Linked DNA regions of Mus musculus: all the other regions are linked to region 4. A link is a contact called in public ChIA-PET and HiChIP or PLAC-seq data. All regions are on one chromosome and are shown on one strand. The core of a region is the stretch at or near the end of the contact, and the rest is flanking DNA. Distances in the headings are between cores, read along the strand shown.

What was found. HiChIP or PLAC-seq counts read pairs in DNA pulled down with a chosen protein or histone mark. ChIA-PET counts read pairs in DNA pulled down with a chosen protein or histone mark.
Region 1: an RNA polymerase II ChIA-PET map of memory CD8 T cells shows a contact between it and region 4, with 20 read pairs. The contact joins two enhancer-like sites. A contact is called at or near these places in 2 of 115 datasets of contacts at active chromatin or transcription factors (effector CD8 T cells and memory CD8 T cells) and 2 of 9 other capture datasets (adipose tissue and liver).
Region 2: an RNA polymerase II ChIA-PET map of memory CD8 T cells shows a contact between it and region 4, with 77 read pairs. The contact joins two enhancer-like sites. A contact is called at or near these places in 5 of 39 promoter capture datasets (the 3T3-L1 cell line, cranial neural crest, embryonic stem cells and 1 more) and 4 of 115 datasets of contacts at active chromatin or transcription factors (CD8 T cells, embryonic stem cells and memory CD8 T cells).
Region 3: a contact with region 4 is called in a CTCF HiChIP or PLAC-seq map of CD8 T cells, with 5 read pairs. The contact joins two enhancer-like sites. A contact is called at or near these places in 5 of 39 promoter capture datasets (HPC-7-derived erythroid cells, liver, macrophages and 2 more), 1 of 15 datasets of contacts at CTCF or cohesin (CD8 T cells) and 4 of 9 other capture datasets (adipose tissue, liver, macrophages and 1 more).

Annotation. Positions count from the first base shown.
Region 1 is chr8:94,445,585-94,449,879 of GRCm38.p6, forward strand. It overlaps a transcript of Nlrc5 not described here. Among named protein-coding and RNA genes, the nearest start is that of 9330175E14Rik, 13 kb to the left of the region's middle. Within about 2 kb of position 1,812, at least 17 of the 459 cell types and tissues checked have an H3K27ac peak or open chromatin away from gene starts, as enhancers often do. A contact at or near this core is called in memory CD8 T cells, where this site is marked.
Region 2 is chr8:94,414,016-94,418,729 of GRCm38.p6, forward strand. No RefSeq gene overlaps it. Among named protein-coding and RNA genes, the nearest start is that of 9330175E14Rik, 19 kb to the right of the region's middle. Within about 2 kb of position 1,421, at least 35 of the 459 cell types and tissues checked have an H3K27ac peak or open chromatin away from gene starts, as enhancers often do. A contact at or near this core is called in memory CD8 T cells, where this site is marked.
Region 3 is chr8:94,801,149-94,805,699 of GRCm38.p6, forward strand. No RefSeq gene overlaps it. Among named protein-coding and RNA genes, the nearest start is that of Ccl17, 7.0 kb to the right of the region's middle. Within about 2 kb of position 1,368, at least 58 of the 459 cell types and tissues checked have an H3K27ac peak or open chromatin away from gene starts, as enhancers often do. A contact at or near this core is called in CD8 T cells, where this site is marked.
Region 4 is chr8:94,631,326-94,635,660 of GRCm38.p6, forward strand. It overlaps Rspry1 (ring finger and SPRY domain containing 1), which reads left to right. Exons shown (of 15, transcript NM_026274.4): 5 at 731-857; 6 at 1,781-1,839; 7 at 4,100-4,166. Among named protein-coding and RNA genes, the nearest start is that of Rspry1, 32 kb to the left of the region's middle. Within about 2 kb of position 3,031, at least 78 of the 459 cell types and tissues checked have an H3K27ac peak or open chromatin away from gene starts, as enhancers often do. A contact at or near this core is called in CD8 T cells and memory CD8 T cells, where this site is marked.

The DNA of each region.
Region 1 (4,295 bases), core at 562-3,061, 190 kb before region 4:
AATCAGTAGTGTGGGCAGGTACCTGTCTCACACAGCAGATACCATGTCAGATTTGACATGCCTCACAGCAACCTGACCTGGGGGCTGGAGTTATGACCCAGTGGTAGATAATACTGCTCATTCTTGTCACATCCATGGCACTAGGATGCTCACTTCTGTGTTTGTCTCTCAAAGATGACCCTTAGCTGATGGTTTGCCTCATTAGAGGTGCCTGGTGCCTGCCTTCCCTTTATAAGCCGAGCCTGGAAACTGTGACTGACATCTCCACGAGCCTGTGTCTCCTAGAAGGACCAATTTTGCACACCCTGATATAAAACCAGGCTTTCTCCCAAAACACTCTTATGCATAGCTTCTGGACCATAGTCACCCAGTCCTGGTCTGGATCCCTGACCCTCTTAATAAACAACTTTTGTAAGGATCTGTCTTGGGTTCTGCTCTTATGACCCTGACCTAGAGCATCCTCCACTTTGCAGATGATGGCATTGAGATCCCAAGAGGCTGAGTAACATGTGATGTCTCACAGCTGGTACCCAGCAGACAGGAGTCCAGGTCAGTATCAAATGATCAAATTGTATACTATAATATGTATAATCAAAATAATACCTGAAAGATCTTTTTTTTTAATGTCTGTACAAAATAGCAAGTGCCAGCATTTGGAAAAACCTAATGAGAAAAAGGGACAATAAAGTAAATTGCATTAAATGTAAAGACTTGAAGTGATTCTGACTTACAAGAGCCAGGTGTGGGGCGTATGCCTACAATCTCAGTTTAGGAAATGGAGTCAGGAGGATCTTGGATGTGAGAAGAGCCTGGGCTTCTTTTTTTTTTTTTCCATTTTTTATTAGGTATTTAGCTCATTTACATTTCCAATGCTATACCAAAAGTCCCCCATATCCACCCACCCCCACTCCCCTGCCCACCCACTCCCCCTTTTTGGCCCTGGTGTTCCCCTGTACTGGGGCATATAAAGTTTGCAAGTCCAATGGGCCTCTCTTTCCAGTGATGGCCGACTAGGCCATCTTTTGATACATATGCAGCTAGAGTCAAGAGCTCCGGGGTACTGGTTAGTTCATAATGTTGTTCCACCTATAGGGTTGCAGATCCCTTTAGCTCCTTGGCTACTTTCTCTAGCTCCTCCATTGGGAGCCCTATGATCCATCCATTAGCTGACTGTGGGCATCCACTTCTGTGTTTGCTAGGCCCCGGCATAGTCTCACAAGAGACAGCTACATCTGGGTCCTTTCGATAAAATCTTGCTAGTGTATGCAATGGTGTCAGTGTTTGGATGCTGATTATGGGGTGGATCCCTGGATATGAGCCTGGGCTTCTTAATGAGAATCCACCTCAAACGAAACAAAAAAACTAACTAAATAAATAAATAAAGGAAAAAGAAAGAAAGAAAGCAAACTAAACAAAAGGAAAAACGAAGAAGAGGGTACTGAATTCACAGAAATTGGGGTTACAAGGGGTTGTGAGCCACCTGCAATGGGTGCTAGTAATTCATCCTGGGTCCTCTGGAAGAGTACCCAGTGCTCTTAACCACTGAGCCATCTCTCCAGCCCCACAATGAGAAATATTTTAAAGCTGTCAAGTTGGTTTCTGCAAGTGTGCTTATAACCCAAGTTACTCAGGAGGCTAAGGCAAGAGAGTCCTGAGTTCAAGGAGATCCTGTCTCAAAATAAACTCTAAGAGGATGACTTAGTCATATCAGGAAGGATTCTTGCTTGTATTTTGACTGAACAATGTTGGGGCCAGGTAGAATTGAAACCGGGCAGGGTGGCACACACATTCCAGTGAGAAATGGTGGTGCCAAGTGTAGGCAAAGGCCATGAAGAAATGTACTTGGATGATTAAGCCACGAGGGCTGTGAGGCCCGGGAAGCTTGCTGCTGCCCTTTCCTGAGCTGGAGAGAGGGGTGAGCTGGTGTAGAAGGGTGAGCATGGGCTTAGTTTGAGGCCTGGAAATATTGAAACCCATACGAGGTATCAAAATGAATATGAGGATTCTCTGGTCCTTTGCTGGTACAACTCCAATGCTGATTCCATAACTCAGCTATGTGTATAGTGTTTCAGTAAATACAGATATATGCAACTGTCTCTATGGTGTGTTGAATTAGCATCCTTTGCCTATGTGTGTGGGAGTGGTTTCACCTCCAGACTGATAACCGCAGTTGCTACATCACTCTACACTCCCACCAGCAGTGTAGTCTGCATTCCTGTTCCTGCTTGTTCTGTTGCCTGTTTTCTCAAAGACAGCCATTCTGACTGTGGCCAGATAGAATTTCAGTGTAGGTTTTCATTTGTTTTGTTATTCGCAGGGTTGGTTTCTGTGTAGCCCTAGCTGTCCTGGATCTAACTATGTACACCAGGCTGGCCTCTAACACAGAGCTCCGCCCACCTCTGCCCTCCTGAGTGCTGGGATTAAAGGTCACCTCACTGGCTTCAGTGTGGTTTTAATTAGCATTTCTCTGCTGGTAAAGGATGCGAAACAATGTTTCACATCCTTATTAACCATCTGCACTTTTGTCTTTTGGTCAAAGTACATCAAAGACTCAAAACGAGTTATCTTGATGAGAAATAAATAAATAATTTTAAGTGGAGTGTTGAGAATTAAAACAGGTAACCCAAAAGGGCATTTGTCTGGTGTGGAGCAAATATCCACCATATTGTAGAATAAAGTATCTTCTCGATAGGTTTGAATTGCTCTTTGGTTTTAATATTCATTCCCAGCCAGTGCGAATGCTTTATCTTCATCATTGCTTCCACATTCCCACTTTAGGATTTCAAAACAGGGGAATTTAATTTTTTATAAGTGTCACCAATCATTTCCTGTGATTACGTCATGAGCCTTCTTTAGACACTGAAGAAAGGGATATTCTAGTTTTTGTTTCTGTATGTTGTTTGTTTTCTAGACAGTCTCACTATCTAGTTTTCGGTGTCCTGGAACTCACACTGTAGACCAGGCTGTCCTCAGACTCATAGAGATTTGCTTGCCTCTGCCTCCTAAGTGCTGGCATTAAAGGTGTACTCCACCACTCCTGGCTGGTATTCTAGGTTTTTTTAATGTTGATGATTATATGATTTTTAAATCAAGTTGCACATAATAAAATGGGGAGGGGCTGTAAAAATGGCTCAGTGGTTAAGATCCCTTACTGCTCTTTCAGAGGAACTGGGTTTGGTTCCCAGCACCCATATGGCGGTGCATAAGGAGGAATTCCAGGTGGTACCAGACATGCTCAGGGCTTGCACTACCCACAATTGTCTGCAACTCCCATTCCTGGGGATCTGATGCCCTTTCTGACCTCCATGGCCTCCTGCATGCATGCGGTACATAGACATATGCTCAGGCACACATACATACACATTAAGTCTAACAAAATAAAATTAATGGTACAAAGTGACCAAAAGAGTACAGTGGAAGCCAAGCAAGGTGGTGTACACCTGTCATTCCAGGCCCTGGGAAGTGAAGGTAAGAAAATCTGGAGTTCAAGGTCATCCTCAACTACATAGAGTGCTAGAGGCCAGCCTGTGCTACATGAGACCCTGTCTTAAACAAAAAACAGTACAGTGTTGCCATTCAGGCTTTGCCTCCACACCCCGCCCCATAGAAGTATGATAGGCTGGAGATCGCAGCAGGTGGATCCTGAGAGGGAAAGCAGAACCCAAATGGGGGCAGAAGAGAGCTCAGTTGGCAGTGGATATGAGAACAAACTCTCTGGAGACAGCTTCAATGAAACAGCTCATTTAATGGGAGGAACAAAGGCTATATAAATCTTTGGAGGATGGGTAAGGGCTTTCGGGGTGAGTGTCTATCATTGGCCAGGGCCAGGGTGCTAGAGAGGCCTCATTTGCATAAGGAGGAATTCCAGGTGGTACCAGACATGCTCAGGGCTTGCACTACCTCCAGCCCTCTCCAGCCCGCGGCTCCCTAGCCCCACACAATGTAATAAAAGACTCGCCTCCCTCTGTGTCCACCGGGACCCATCTCCAGATGTAATTTGTCACTAGTTTCTGGTATAGCCTTCAAGAGTTGTCCATTTATACATACACACATATTTGCATTAAAAAATACAGTTGTTGCCAGGTGGTAGTGACACACACCTTTATTCTGAGCACACAGGAGGTAGAGGCAGGTGGATCTCTGAATTCAAGGCCAGCCTGGTCTACAGAACAAATTTTAGGACAGCCAGGACTACACAGAGAAACCCTAACTCAAAACACCGAGAAACAAAACAAAGCAAAACAAAACAAAACAAAGCAAAGCAAAGCAAAACAAAACAAAACAAAACAAAACAA
Region 2 (4,714 bases), core at 171-2,670, 220 kb before region 4:
TCTACAGGGTAGGTCTCCCCCAACTCCCAGTCTGTGTCAGATTCCCCGCCTAAGACTCTGGTGCTCTAGCCTGGTCTCTCTCTCCTTTCACATAGTCTTTGGTTACAATTGTGCGTTTTTGTTTGGGGATTCCCTAATAGATGTTGAGTTTTGCTGCCAGACACCATGTGTGCTGGGCTTTCTGCTGAATCCAGCTTCTGGTCATAGTTGAAGTTAGTAATGTCCCCACAAATATCATTAGAAGCAACAGCTGGCTGTCAAAATCTGTCTCTGAGCTGGGTGTGGTGGTGCACGCCTTTAATACAACACTTAGGAGATAGAGGCAGGCGGATTTCTGAGTTCGAGGCCAGCCTGGTCTACAAAGTGACAGGACAGCCAGAACTATACAGAGAAACCCTGTCTCCAAAAAACCAAATAAATAAATAATTAATTAATAAAAAAAAAAAACCAAAATCTGTCTGTCTCTGTCTCTCTCATGTGCCTGTGCACTGTCTCTATCTCTCCCTCCCTTCCCTCCCTCCCCTTCCCCTCCTTCTCCCCCTCCCCCCCTCTCTCATGTGCCTGTGTACTGTCTCTCTCTGCTTCTCTGTCCCTCTCCCTCCCCTCCCCCTCCTCCCTCTCCCATGTGCCTGTGCATGTGTGCATGCATGTACATGTGCATGCATTTGTTTCTGTAGCCCTGGCTGTCCTGGAACTCGATCTGTAGACCAGAATAGCCTTGAATGCAGAGATCTGCCTACCTCTACCTCCAGAGATTAAAGGATGTAAAGGCTGTGCAACATCATGCACGGCTAAAAAAAAAGAAAAAAAAATCCCTCTATTCATTACACCTCTGCTGGGTCACCATAGAGCAGGACCAGTTCTTGACTCTGCATGTGGGAGATCTCATTTATTCTCACTGTTGTCACCCCCATTTCACAGGCCGGGAAAGTGATGCCCACAAAGCTAAGTGAATGTGTCCCTTCCATACCCCTGGAGGTGAGCAGAAAAGCAACTGTTTTTGCTGTCCCCCATACAGATGACAAAACTGAAGTCTTGAGGGGTCAAGGCTCTTAACTTCTTTTTACTTTTTTGGTGTCTATTTATTTTATGCATATAAATGTTTTTGCTTGCATGTTTGTATGTGCAACGTATGTATGCCTGGTGCCCATGGAGTTCAGATCCCTTGACACGGGAATTGCAGACTACTGTGAACCACCATGTGGATGCTAGCAATCAAGCCAGGGTCCTCTGGAAGAGCAGCCTGTACTCTTAACTGCTGAGCCATCTCTTCAGCCCAAGTCCTAACTTCTTGCTGTGTCACTGTTAAGTTAGTGTAGGGTTACAGCCCAGAGCCTGAGCTACTCCAAACTGCTTCTTGCTCACACAGGACTGCAGTCAGCCTGATCCCCTCTGATGGCTGCTGTCCCGGTCACATGACTCCTGTCTCTCAGCATCTGTTCAGTGACTTCCTTACCAGCCCAGGCTGGGTCACTGTCTACTGCCTGAGGAGGCCTACAATCTCCTGCCAGAACAAGGGTGTTGTGGTCAGTTCTCCTGGACTGATGGAATTTCTCTTCCCACAGACGGATGGGCAAAATCACCTTTGAAGAGGTGAGATGGGTGCAAGGCTTTGGGGTACCAGCGGCTGTCGGGGTCTACCTGTTCTTTTCATTCCCTCTGCTGGGGTTCACTGTTTCCTATCCGTGGCTCCTGATCATCAAACTCGTGGGATGTGAGCCAGGAGAAGGCCCACAGGATGCCTCAGCCTTGCTAATGTCCCTCTAAGTGGAACACTGAGACAGGTCCCTTACACTGTCTAAGACCATCTGCCTCTGTCCACATCTACCATAGATCTCCAGTTCCCCCACATTGTAGGTTTTAGGAAAGAAGCATAGAGTGAATATGTGCTGGGCTTGTCATGAGAATCCCATGTAAGGTCTGGGGTGGCACTTAGGATCAAGCACACACTGACATCGCCTGTGTCAGTAGCCACATGAAGCAAGACCATCCTAGGTACCAAACTCCCTCTGAGTGGCTGGGTTTCATCCACTTAGAAACAGGAGCTTGGAAGCTAGTATAGTTGTAAACAAGAAACCGAGGGTCAGTCTGGTCTCCAGTGTTCTTCAAGGTCTCCTTAATAGTTTTTAATACGCTAAACTCTAAAGATAGGAGGCATGATGGCTATGCCTGTAATCTCAGTGTTAGGAGGCCAAGCAGGAGGATTGTGAGCTAAGAGAAAAGTAACCCTGAGCTACACAGTGGAGTCCTGACTGAAAAAAAAATTCCCCCAAATCAAAACAATACCCGCACCCTCCCACACACCCCCACAAAATCCTAAAGGCAAAAGTAATGAAAACCTGTCCCTCCCAGCACTCAGGAGGCAGAGGAAGGCGTATTTCTGAGTTCGAGGCCAGCCTGGTCTACAAAGTGAGTTCCAGGACAGCCAGGGCTATCCATAGAAACCCTGTCTCGAAAAAACAAACAAACAAACCAAGACCTGGGGCCACACCCACACCTCTCTATGAAGTCTAGAATGGGATTCCTTTGGGGGAATCCCATTTCTTAAAAACAACAACAAACCAACTCCTTATTTTTACATTTTATCGATGATGATGATGGTGGTGGTGGTGGTGATGATGATGATGGTGATGGTGGTGGTGATGGTGGTGGTGGTGATGGTGATTGGGTTTTTTAGAGATAGGGTTTCTCTGTGCAGCACTGGCTATCCTGAAACTTGCACTGTAGACCAAGTTGACCTTGTATTCACAGAGAACCATCTGCCTCTACCTCCCAAGTGCTGGGCTTAAAGGTATCTGCAATTTCTTTAAAATATTTTTATCAGGCCAAAGAGATAACTCAGTTCAATTCCTGTGACCCGCATGGTGGAAGGAGAAAGTCAGTTTCTGTAAGTCGTCCTCTGATCTGTACACATGCACATAGCATGCAGGTGGGGGACACACATGAAGTAAATAAGAATGTAAGGAAAGTTTAATCAGTTAGCGTGTATGGGTGCACAGACACACACACACACATCAGTCCACCATGGCCTATATCTGGACGTCAGAGAACAACTTTTAGAGCTAATTCTTTTTCTACCCTGGGCGTCCCAGGGACTGAAGTCCAGTGGTCAGGCTTGGTGAGAAATTCACATACACACTGATCCATCTTGCTAGCCCCAACTCATTAATTTTTTCTAATAACTTTAGATTTGAATAAAAGTTACAAAGACATGACAAAATGTTCCATACCCAATGTACAGTATTAATCTTTCCATAAACAAGCTGTGTTGGTTGTAGATCACCACTGCTGAGCTCTTAGTGACTCCAGACTTCATCGGAACGTCATTCTTTTTTTTTCCCACTGATCTCCAGACCATGGAGCATGTGACCTTCAGACTTTTGAAAAGTTCCCAGGCTTTTGTCTTGTTCTGCTTTCATAACTTTATTGTGTTTTTAAGAACCTGAGAAATTCCCAGTACTTTATAGGAAAAAAATCAGTGATGCTTGTTAGTGGAGGGGGGGACGGAGGGGGGGAGGAATGGGGGGATGCAAGAGCGTGGGGGGGGGGTAGGGGGAATGTCTGTAAGGACAGGGTCCACTGCAGTGTCTTTAAGGAACTGGGTAGTAGACAGCTACTAGGCTTAACTCCAAATAAGGCTTGGCCAAGTGGGAATTGATACCCAAGGGTAAGGGCAGGGAGTTGGGGAAGAGCCTGCTAGAACTGACCCAACAGGGTCTTTGCTGAAGGTGGCCAGTGTGGTTAGATATCACCCTCATAAGATCAAGTGGAGGATGAGTCGCCCTGGTCAGATAGGGGAGGGTTGCCTGATAGTGTAGGCAATGGTTCTTAGGAACTTGACCAAAGTTTGGCCAAGCAAAGACCACAGTTGGCACCTATCAAGCCATTGTCTCCCCAGATGTCACACTTCATCCTCCTCCCCTGACTTCCCCAGTCTCTTTCTCTCTCTCTGTTCCCGGAGGTTCCCTCCTGTTTATGGACTTGGCTGTGCACATTAGTGGCCTTCAGGAACTGGTATCACTCAGGATGTTGGGTGAGAACACTTCCAGCAAGCTGTACTCGTTAGATCCTCAGGGACCGCAGGTTAACGTCTTGGTGGCGAGAGATATCCCAGTGTGGGTATTTGGAGTGAGACTTGCAGATGGAGCTGAGGGTAGGCTGAGACTGTGTCAGTAGGCTCAGAGGGCAAAGGAGGAAGTTGACACACAGAAGGCTGTTTGGGTGGAGCCAGCTACATAGCTGGTACTGGTGTAGTCTGGCTAGATCGAGGGGACGTTAAACTGAGTCCTGGTGGGAGTAGTCTTAGCGAGATTGTGGGCGTATCCCTTTCCTGACTAGAGACGGCTCTGGAAGCATGGAACAACAGGAGATTTTTTTTTTCAGGGTCTCAGTTTACATTTGTCCTTGAGTCAATAAATTGTGTGTTCTCGACACACTAACCCCTTTCTTTTAACACCATGAATTCTTACTGTGGCTCAGGCCATATGAATCCTGACTTCATGAAGCACATAGCCTAGGGGTCAGAGAGAGAGTAAATGGCCATTCATGCGAAAAACTGTACCTTTTAAATTTTCCCCAGAGCTTTAGATTTTAAAACTATGGCCAGTGAACATACTTAGGTAACTTTAAGTCAACATTAAGTCTATTTGAAGGCCATTTGGTACCTGGGTCTCAAGCATTGACATGTTCTGAGCATAACTCAGAGAGGCTGGCA
Region 3 (4,551 bases), core at 118-2,617, 170 kb after region 4:
CAGACATCAGAGACATGGAGACAGGCTCATTATCACAAGAGAGCTTATGCAAAAGCTTATACATTCTGCCATAAGAATAACACCAGGCTGGCTTCCTCTCCTCTCCTCTCCTCTTCTCTCCTCTCCTCTCCCCTTCCCCCCTCCCCTCCTCTCCTCTCCTCTTTCCCCCTTCCCCTCCTTCTCTCTCTGTCTTAGCTTATTGTGGGCCAGGGACTCACAATAAAGACATATTTCAGCCCAGTGGGAATGTGGTTGGGGTGCAGCTGGAAAGCAGGTGACAAGCAAGAGACATGAATGAGTCTGCAGGAGAAGGCCAGCAGAAAAGGAAAAAGTAGTGCCAAGGAGGGGCAGGACACCAGCTGAAACTGGGGCACCTCATGGAACATACGAACAAGGATCTAGAGGTGTGCGAATGAATGTCTGCAGACGGTTCTTCCAGAAGGGAGTGTGTCAGGGCATGTGGGGTCAGTGGGGAAGGCTGGGAGTGCCCTAAGAGGGCTGCAGGCTTGTTCCCTAAGTTAACACAGAGACTTCTAAGCATAGGGGAGCTGTGGCTTTGGGGCTACTGGTCTGGGGACAGAGTGCAGAGCAAGTGTAGCACAAGTGGCCAGGAGGTGGATGAAGGAATCCAGAGGAGAAGGGATGGCTCCTGAGAATTGGCGAAGGATGCACTGAGCGCCCTCTAGCAGATGGAATGCAGGGAGAGAGGAAGAGGCAGAAAGACAGCGCTCAGGCTTCTGGCCCGTTCAACCGGAAGGAAGGGGCTGGTGGAGAACGGGGGCAGAACACGAGTGGGGGTGAGGGAATCAGGAACTCAGCTTTGGACACGGGGGCTGGAGATGCCTATTTGGTGTGTTGAGTAGGAAGCTGGATACGTGTGATTCTGCAGTTTGTGAAAGTCGGAGTCACCAGCGTATAGATGGCTTTTCTTTCTTTTTCTTCTTTTTTTTTCTTTTTTCTGCCTGCTATAGTCACCAAAAGGCACTGTAGACTTCTGATGTCATTGCTATTAATTCTTTCATCTTGCAGATGAAGAAACCAAGGGTTCAGAGGGAGGTGACTTTGATCCTAAGAAGTGCCACCACCCATTAATGGTACACAAGAATCCCAAGCCAGGCACCCAGCTTACCCACTGCTCCAAACTCTTCTGCTGCACAGAGCACATGGACTTTGCATCGTCTAGAGAGTTATGCTCAAGGGGTAAACTGATGCCAGGAATGAAAGGGACAGCCCCAGCCACCCAGAGGCAGAAGGACATGGAGAGCCGGTGTTGTCAGCTTTTCTAACCGAGTGACACATGCCTGGGAGAAACATGTTAAGGGGGAAGGGCTTAGTGTAGCTTAGGTTTTCAGTGTGTTGACTCAGATCTGTGTTAAGTCATAAAGGCATGACAGAGGGACATGGTGGAGCAAGGTTGCTTGTCTCACAGAGGGAACGATGCAGAGGAAGTGAGATAAGATAGTTTTACAAGACATACCTCCCCCCTCCCCCCCAGGGATCCACTTCCTTTACACAGGCCCCATTTTCGCAGAGCCCATGTAGTACAAATTCATCAGTGGACAGACCTAAGAATGAAGTTAGCACCCTTAGGAGCTAATCACCTTTCTCTTTAAATGTTAATTACTGTGGAAAATTGTGTGTGTGTGTGTGTGTGTGTGTGTGTGTGTGTGTGTGTGTGTGCGCGCTCGCTGGCAGAGGCCAGAGGCATTAGCTCATCTGCAGCTGGAGTTACAGGTACTTGTGAGCTACCAGATGGAGATGCTGGGAACTGGATTCAGGTCCTCTACTAGAGCAGTATATATTCTTTATCACTAAGCCCACTCTCCAGCCCCAAACTAGAGGCCAGGACTCTGTGTAGGTCAGAGGACATCTTGCTGGAGTTGGTTCTCACCTTCTGCCATGTGGGTTGCTGGGATCAAACTTAGGTTGTCAGGCTTGGCAGAGAATGCCTTAAGCCACAGAACCAAATCGCCGTGTTTATTTATTTCATTGTATGTATCTGAGTGCTTTTCCTGTATGTGTGTATATATACCACATGTATGCCTAGTGCCCAAAAGGATGTGTCTGGTGGTGGTTATGAGCTAAAATGTAGGTGCTGGGATCCAAATATGGGTCCTCTACAAGAGCAATAAATGCTCTTAACCTCTGAACCAATAAATAAACCTTTTGGGAGACACTTCATATATTCAAACCATACAGAACCATTTATGGATAATTTTTTTGAGACAGGTTCATCCTGGCTGTCCTGGAACTCACTATGTAGACCAGGCTAGCCTTGAACTCACAGAGATCTTCCTGCCTTTACTTCCTGGGCGCTGAGATTAAAGGTGTGTGCCACCACCCTAAGTGATGATAGCTTTTCAAGAGGGGAGATAGCATCTTATTGCATAGCCCAGGCTGGTCCCAAGCTTTTAATCCCCCTTCCTCAACCTCTTAGATATAACAGGTATAGCCTTGTATACAGGCTAGGTAGCAGTAGGAGAAAGTTCCCAGGAGGAAGTGGGCCCCATGGGTTGGATTGTGTGGGTGGAAAGGAAAAGATTGAGGTAGTGGAATGAGGAGGAGGTGAGGACAAGTGACTGAGCAGAGCCTCTGTCTGATGACGTGTGGGGGAAGCAGGCCAGGAATGAGTCAAGGGCAGAGCTTCAGACTGGGTGGTGACAGGGAGGTGAGAGCGATGCTGGGGTGAGGAAAAAGGGGGAAGCCGGTTGGAGAGGGAGCTCGGTCCTGAGGCTGAATGGATGCAGAGGGCATGACATTCTGTCTTTCGGGAACATATCCATCCATTCATTAACGGGACAACCTCACAGTTACCAGATGGCAGCGAGGGGAAGGGTTGAGGAACTCACAGATAGACAGGTGAATGAGCGAGAAGCAGCCGGGTCCCTGAGGTCAGCATCTAGAGCCGTAGGTGTATATTAAGGAAGTACATGTCCAGAGGACAGAAGCATGGAGAGGTGACAGTAGGAGGGGAAGTGGGCAAAGTCTAGAACAGAGACCTGGGCTCCTGCAAACTGTTGACCCTGTGCCCTGGGATAAGCCTCTAAACCGCTCTGAAGAGTCTCATCTGAAAATACAAAGGATGCTATGGCTGTAACCAGGAGTTACAGTGTAACCAGGAGCTATCATTGCTGAATGCCTACTGGCCCACCGTGGGATCCTGAGGAAGGATCCCTAGGGACCCCAGGGGAAGAATCATATCCCAGAGGAATGGAGGATTAGGAAAGGAATGGCCTCCTTTCCTGGGAACAAAGAACTTCACATACTCACTTCACCTACAGCACCATGATGGAGTGTCCAGGCATCATGCCCATTGCACAGATAGAAAGGTGAAGGTCACCAAATTGTCCTTGGCTATATCAACCTGGAAAGATGGAAGAGGGACAGGGCAGGAACGGTGATGCTCCTCCCAGGGTGTCTGCTGGGTGGCCAGATATCCTGGTATGTAGCCTTGGACAATTCAAGAGTCCCACAACGCATGAAGGATGAAGAATGAAATTAGCACCCTTATGGGCTAATCCTCTGGCCACACTGCCAAGGAGCAATCACCTCACAGATGAGTGGAGAGGAAGTGGTAGTGGGAAGGGTGGACCACACGAGGGAGAGGGCAGTGTGCTGTCAGTGAAAGAAGAAGTAAGACAGCTTGGAGAAGGGCGTGGGTCAAACAGAGTTCTTTATGGAGCAGAGGGACAGGTGGAGAGGGCTCCTGGGATCCCTACTACAGGTGCCTTGTGGATGCTCACAGATGGTAACTGTTGCAATTACTATCTGTCATTACTGTGGCTGTTGTTTATTTCCTGGCCCTGAGTCTGGCTTTTTTTTTTCTTTTTTTTTTCTTTTTTTTGTCAGAAACCTTGTCACTTTTGTCACTTAAACTTCTGTCAGTACTAAAGCCGTGGATGAGAAAGAGGGCCTCTCCAGGATGAAGGCAGGCTGTGTAACCCCAGCTACTACAGAAGCGATTCAGACCAGCAGGCGTGCCCACTACCCACAGGAAGCTGTGAACTAGATAAAGTGTCAAGTCTACATCCTAACTGCCCAGAACACGCCCAGTCTCCGCTCATAAAGAGCATTTAGCTCAATTCTCTGCCTCTTTCGAGACAGAGGGACTCCAGAGAGACCCGTGAGTACTGGGACACATTGACACAATAAGTTAAACTCTGTATGGTGGCTCACACCTAGGATCCCAATATTCAGAAAGCAGAGGCAGGAGGATTGTGACTCCAAGGCCACCTGGGCTACATTAGTGAAACTATGTGTAATAATAATAATAATAATAATAATAATAATAAATTTGTTAAACTGGACATAGTGAGGGCTGGTGAGATGGCTCAGTGGGTAAGAGCACTGAATGCTCTTCTGAAGGTCCTGAGTTCAAATCCTAGCCACCACGTGGTGGCTCCCAACCACCCGTAATGAGATCTGATGCCCTCTTCTGGTGTGTCTGAAGTCAGCTACAGTGTACTTATGTATAATAATAAATAAATCTTTGGGCCAGAGCAAGCAGGGACTGAGCGAGCAGAGTTGACCAGAGCAAGTAGGGCTGACTAG
Region 4 (4,335 bases), core at 1,781-4,280:
CCTGGGCTAGACTAAGCCCTTGACTTGGGGGTGGGGGAGTAACTTTTTATTTCCACATTATTAGGTCATAAGATATTTTGGTTTATCTTTTAGGGTTTGTTGTTTTAAGTAAGATTCAGTGTGTGGTTTCTTTTTGAGACAGGGTTTTACTGTGTAACATAGCCTTGTGTAACCCAGTTTAGCCTTGACTTTACAATTTTCATGCCCTCAGCCTCCTGAGTTCAGACATTTTAGGTATGTTCTACCATGACCAAGTTATTGTGCTTAATGTTTGAAATTTGAATGGGTTTAGTCTGGTTAATGATTCACATATGTATGTATTAAAATTGACTTGATGTTACATACCTGTAATTCCAGCACTCTGGAGGCTGAGGCAGGAGGATTGCTACAATTCAAGGCCAACCTAGGCTACATAGTTCCAGGATAGCCTTGGTAAATACAGCTACATGTATAACTGTATATATCAAGACTCTATCTCAAAAAACAAAAGTATGAAATATGTATTGGCTATAACTGGTACATTTTGAATGAAATGGAATCTGGCATTGAGAAAACTTAAGGTTTATCAGATACTTCCTATTAATAATAATATCATTATTAATGAAATAATTTTATGGGATCATTCTAAGTTTATTGAATACCTTTTTATAGCTTTGTTTCCAGGAATTCTTTTGGGAAAATAACCTGCAGAGTATATATTCACCAAATCTATTTCCAACTTTTTTAATAGGATGCACTCCAGAAATTGACCGAAATTCTCAATTTAAATGGAGAGGTAGCATGCCAGGACTCAGGCCACCCTGCCAAACATAGGAATACATCCGCAGTCTTGGGCTGTTTGGCTGAGAAACTAGCAGGTAACTCCAGCACATGCTTTCTGGTTTGACATTGAGACAACTGCACTACAGACCGTTGACCAAACCTGTTAGAGCAGAAAGAAGGAAAGAAGCTGAATATGGTGGCACAAGCCTATAACCACAGCACTTTAAGACAAGAGGGTTAAAAGTTCAAGTCCCCACCCCACACAGTAAGTATGTTAGAGGCCAGTCAAAACTGTGGGGAGCTCTTTCCTTTCTGTTCTCCCTCTCTCTTGTTTGGTCTCTCTGGCTCTCTGTCTGTGTCTCTGCCTCTCTTTCTCTCTCATGTCTTTCACTTCAAGTCTGCCATTCACTCTCCTCCTTCCCCAATAAACCTCTTGGCCTAAAAACAAAACCAAACCAAACTGTGGGGGACCCTTTTTCAAAACAAACAAAAAAGGAATGAACAGAAATGGACTAAAAGGAAGACAATTACTCAAAAGACTCAGTTTCAGTTAAGTGTAATCTAATTTAGCTTTGTTGATTCTTTTTCAGAGAAATTTAAGATAAATTTGTTGTATTGATTTGCTTAAGACAGGGGAAAGGCTAAATTTAGAATAATAAATAATTATTATATGTATTTCTAATAATTAATATTGTCCACTTTAGGACTATGAACAGCAAATTGCATGAAAATATCTCAGCCAGTTACTTTATATATAGTAAAAGAATGATGAATTCAAAATCAGAACACATGGGTGCTGGTCCAGACTATTATGGCTCTCTAGGAGCCTGACCTAGCTAGTCTCTTTATGGTGAACTCAGTTGCTACACTGAAAAGATGATGGTAGTAGGAACAACCTGAGAAAGGAAGCCTTGGTAATGTGTGTCAGAGAATGGAACTCAATTTGGTTGTCACTAGTTACCAATTTAAAATAGCATGACACTTTTAATCATGTCCAGTGTTTGCTGTGTTTGTTTAGGTCCTGCAAGCATAGGTTTACTTAGCCCAGGAATACTGGAATATTTGCTACAGTGTCTGGTAAGTAAGACATCAAAGCTGATTATTCTCATTTATATAGAATTGTATGTTTTTCTCAAGTTATAGCATAGTCCCTGATGCAGAGGATAGGATCAGTTTTAAACTTTATGTACAGGTTTTGCTGGGTTTTTATTTAACACCGCCTATGTTTAGAGACAGAAAGAAAGAAGACACATAACACGGAGGGGGTAAAAATTTATGAGTTGCTCTAGTTTTAAATTTAGTCATAAGATAGCTGCTAGGACTTTTGGACTTTTTAGGTGTCCTTACAATCTACCAAACAATAATGGAGAACACCCCAGGTTGGGTTCATGTGTGAGAGTGCCCTCACGCACACATCACACACACACACAGAGACAGACAGACACACACACACACACACACACACACACACACACACACACACACACACACAGTGGAAACAAAATTACAGCATTCCAACAGCAGTCCAGGTTACCAGCAGTGTGTATGAATCTATATTCACCCACCTTTGCCTTTCCTGCTACCACAATTAAAACTGCCATTGGTAAACTGTTTGATGTATCACCATGAGGTCTGTGGTTTGCTGAAGCTGTCTTCTTATCACTCACAGCACTTGACAGCAGTTTTGACTAGCCTGTGTTTTCTAGGTTATTTTTTGCAAGCCTAGTAAGAATTAGCCTTTTTTTAAAACTCTAGTCTAAGCTGGGTGGTGGTGGCATGCACCTTTAGTTCCAGCACTTAGAAAGCAGCAGCTAGTGGATCTCTTGAGTTCAAGATCAGCCTGGTCTACACAGCCTGGAACTCCAGAGTAAGTTCTAGGATAGCCAGAGCTACACGGAGAAATCCAGTCTTGGAAAACAAAAACAAATAAACAAAAACTCTTTAAAAAAAAAAAACCAAAACCCCATTTAGTCTAAAAGACTTAATTTGTCTAGTTTATTTATAAATAAATTAGCCTACACAATATGTACTTAAAGTAACCCTTACAATGTTCTGAGTGAGCACTCGGAGATACAAAGTAGTAGGACAGTCATTTCCCCATCACAGAGGTCACTATAGGGTAAAGGAATAGAACCATTCAAACAACAGTTAACTTCTACTTTATGACAGGATGTGATCAAGAGCAAAATTACTTCCTCCAGGCTGAGCACTATAAGAGTTTTGAGAAGATGAAGAGGGGTGGGGGAGTGGATGTGATTGGGTGACAAGGGACCTGTGGTAATCATGAAAGACAGACTTCCTGATGAAGGTGGGGCCTACTTAGCTAGCTCATGACACAAGGCTAAGATTAGAAACTCACAGTGAGTTTCTTGGCTAAAGCAGCATAGATAGAAGCCTAGTAAAAGAGTTATCTGATCAGAGAAGGCAGTGTTCACAGACAGGAGGACATGAACAGGGATATCCAGGTAGAAAGGTTTGAAACTGATAAAGCAGGCAGGATGTGGCAAGGGTAAAGATGCTAAAGAGGCTTTATAGCAGGGAGAACAGTGGTTCTATGCGCTTTGCTGAACTTAGGCAGGCACCACAGAAATGCATGGGAATACACTGGGGTTCCAGAATTCTCTGGAGGCTCCCAGCATAGCTAGGGGACGGCAAGAAGAGGAGATACTAAACATGTAGGCCTTTCTTTAAGTGCAAACACACATGCTGTAAACTCAAATATAAGTCAAGAGCACTTGTCACTCTCCTGTCATCACGAGCTCCTGTAGAATTTCCTGCAGGAACTAGATTAAAACTAAGATGTTACTGGTCATGGCAGCACCTGACTTTAATCCTAGCTATGAGTTTCACGCCAGCCTGGTATACATAGCAAGTTCTAGGACAACCAGAGCTATATAGTAGACCGTGTCTCAAAAACAAAACAAAACAAAACAAAAACAAAAACTAAGATGTTCATTGATAATGTCATTATTTATAAACCTGGAGCTGCTATTATTCTTTTCAGGGTTCTAAAGGTCATTTTTAGATACAATTCTAGTTTTCTTTTTGGCTTGTTTTAATGAATGTAAGCATCAATGGTGTTTTAGTTAACAAAGCCCTAACACAATGTGATACTGCTGAAATATCCATATCTACCAATTAATGACTTAAAAAAATAGATTAAGAGACTCTTCTCTTGATTCTCCATTAGCCAAATGGCCAAGTGAGAGTTTGAATAAAAGCGACTTTTCTGCTGTTCCAAATATATAGACTGCCATCTATTAAATAGAACATGAAATTGATACCGTACTGCCTCTGCAGGGGGTAACTTTTGTTTTTATCTTTTGTTGTCTTTCAGAAGTTACAGTCCCACCCCACAGTCATGCTTTTTGCACTGATTGCACTGGAAAAGTTTGCCCAGACAAGTAGGTATAGTGACTTCTTGCACTAATGATCTTTGTTGGTTATTAAAAAAATGAGCCTGCACTTTGAACTCCATCAAATGTACACACTTTCTTGTTTTAAGACCAGCTAAATATATCAAGAACAAAACTAAAGATTGTTCTCAGCTAAGATTCCAAGCATGGTGATTAT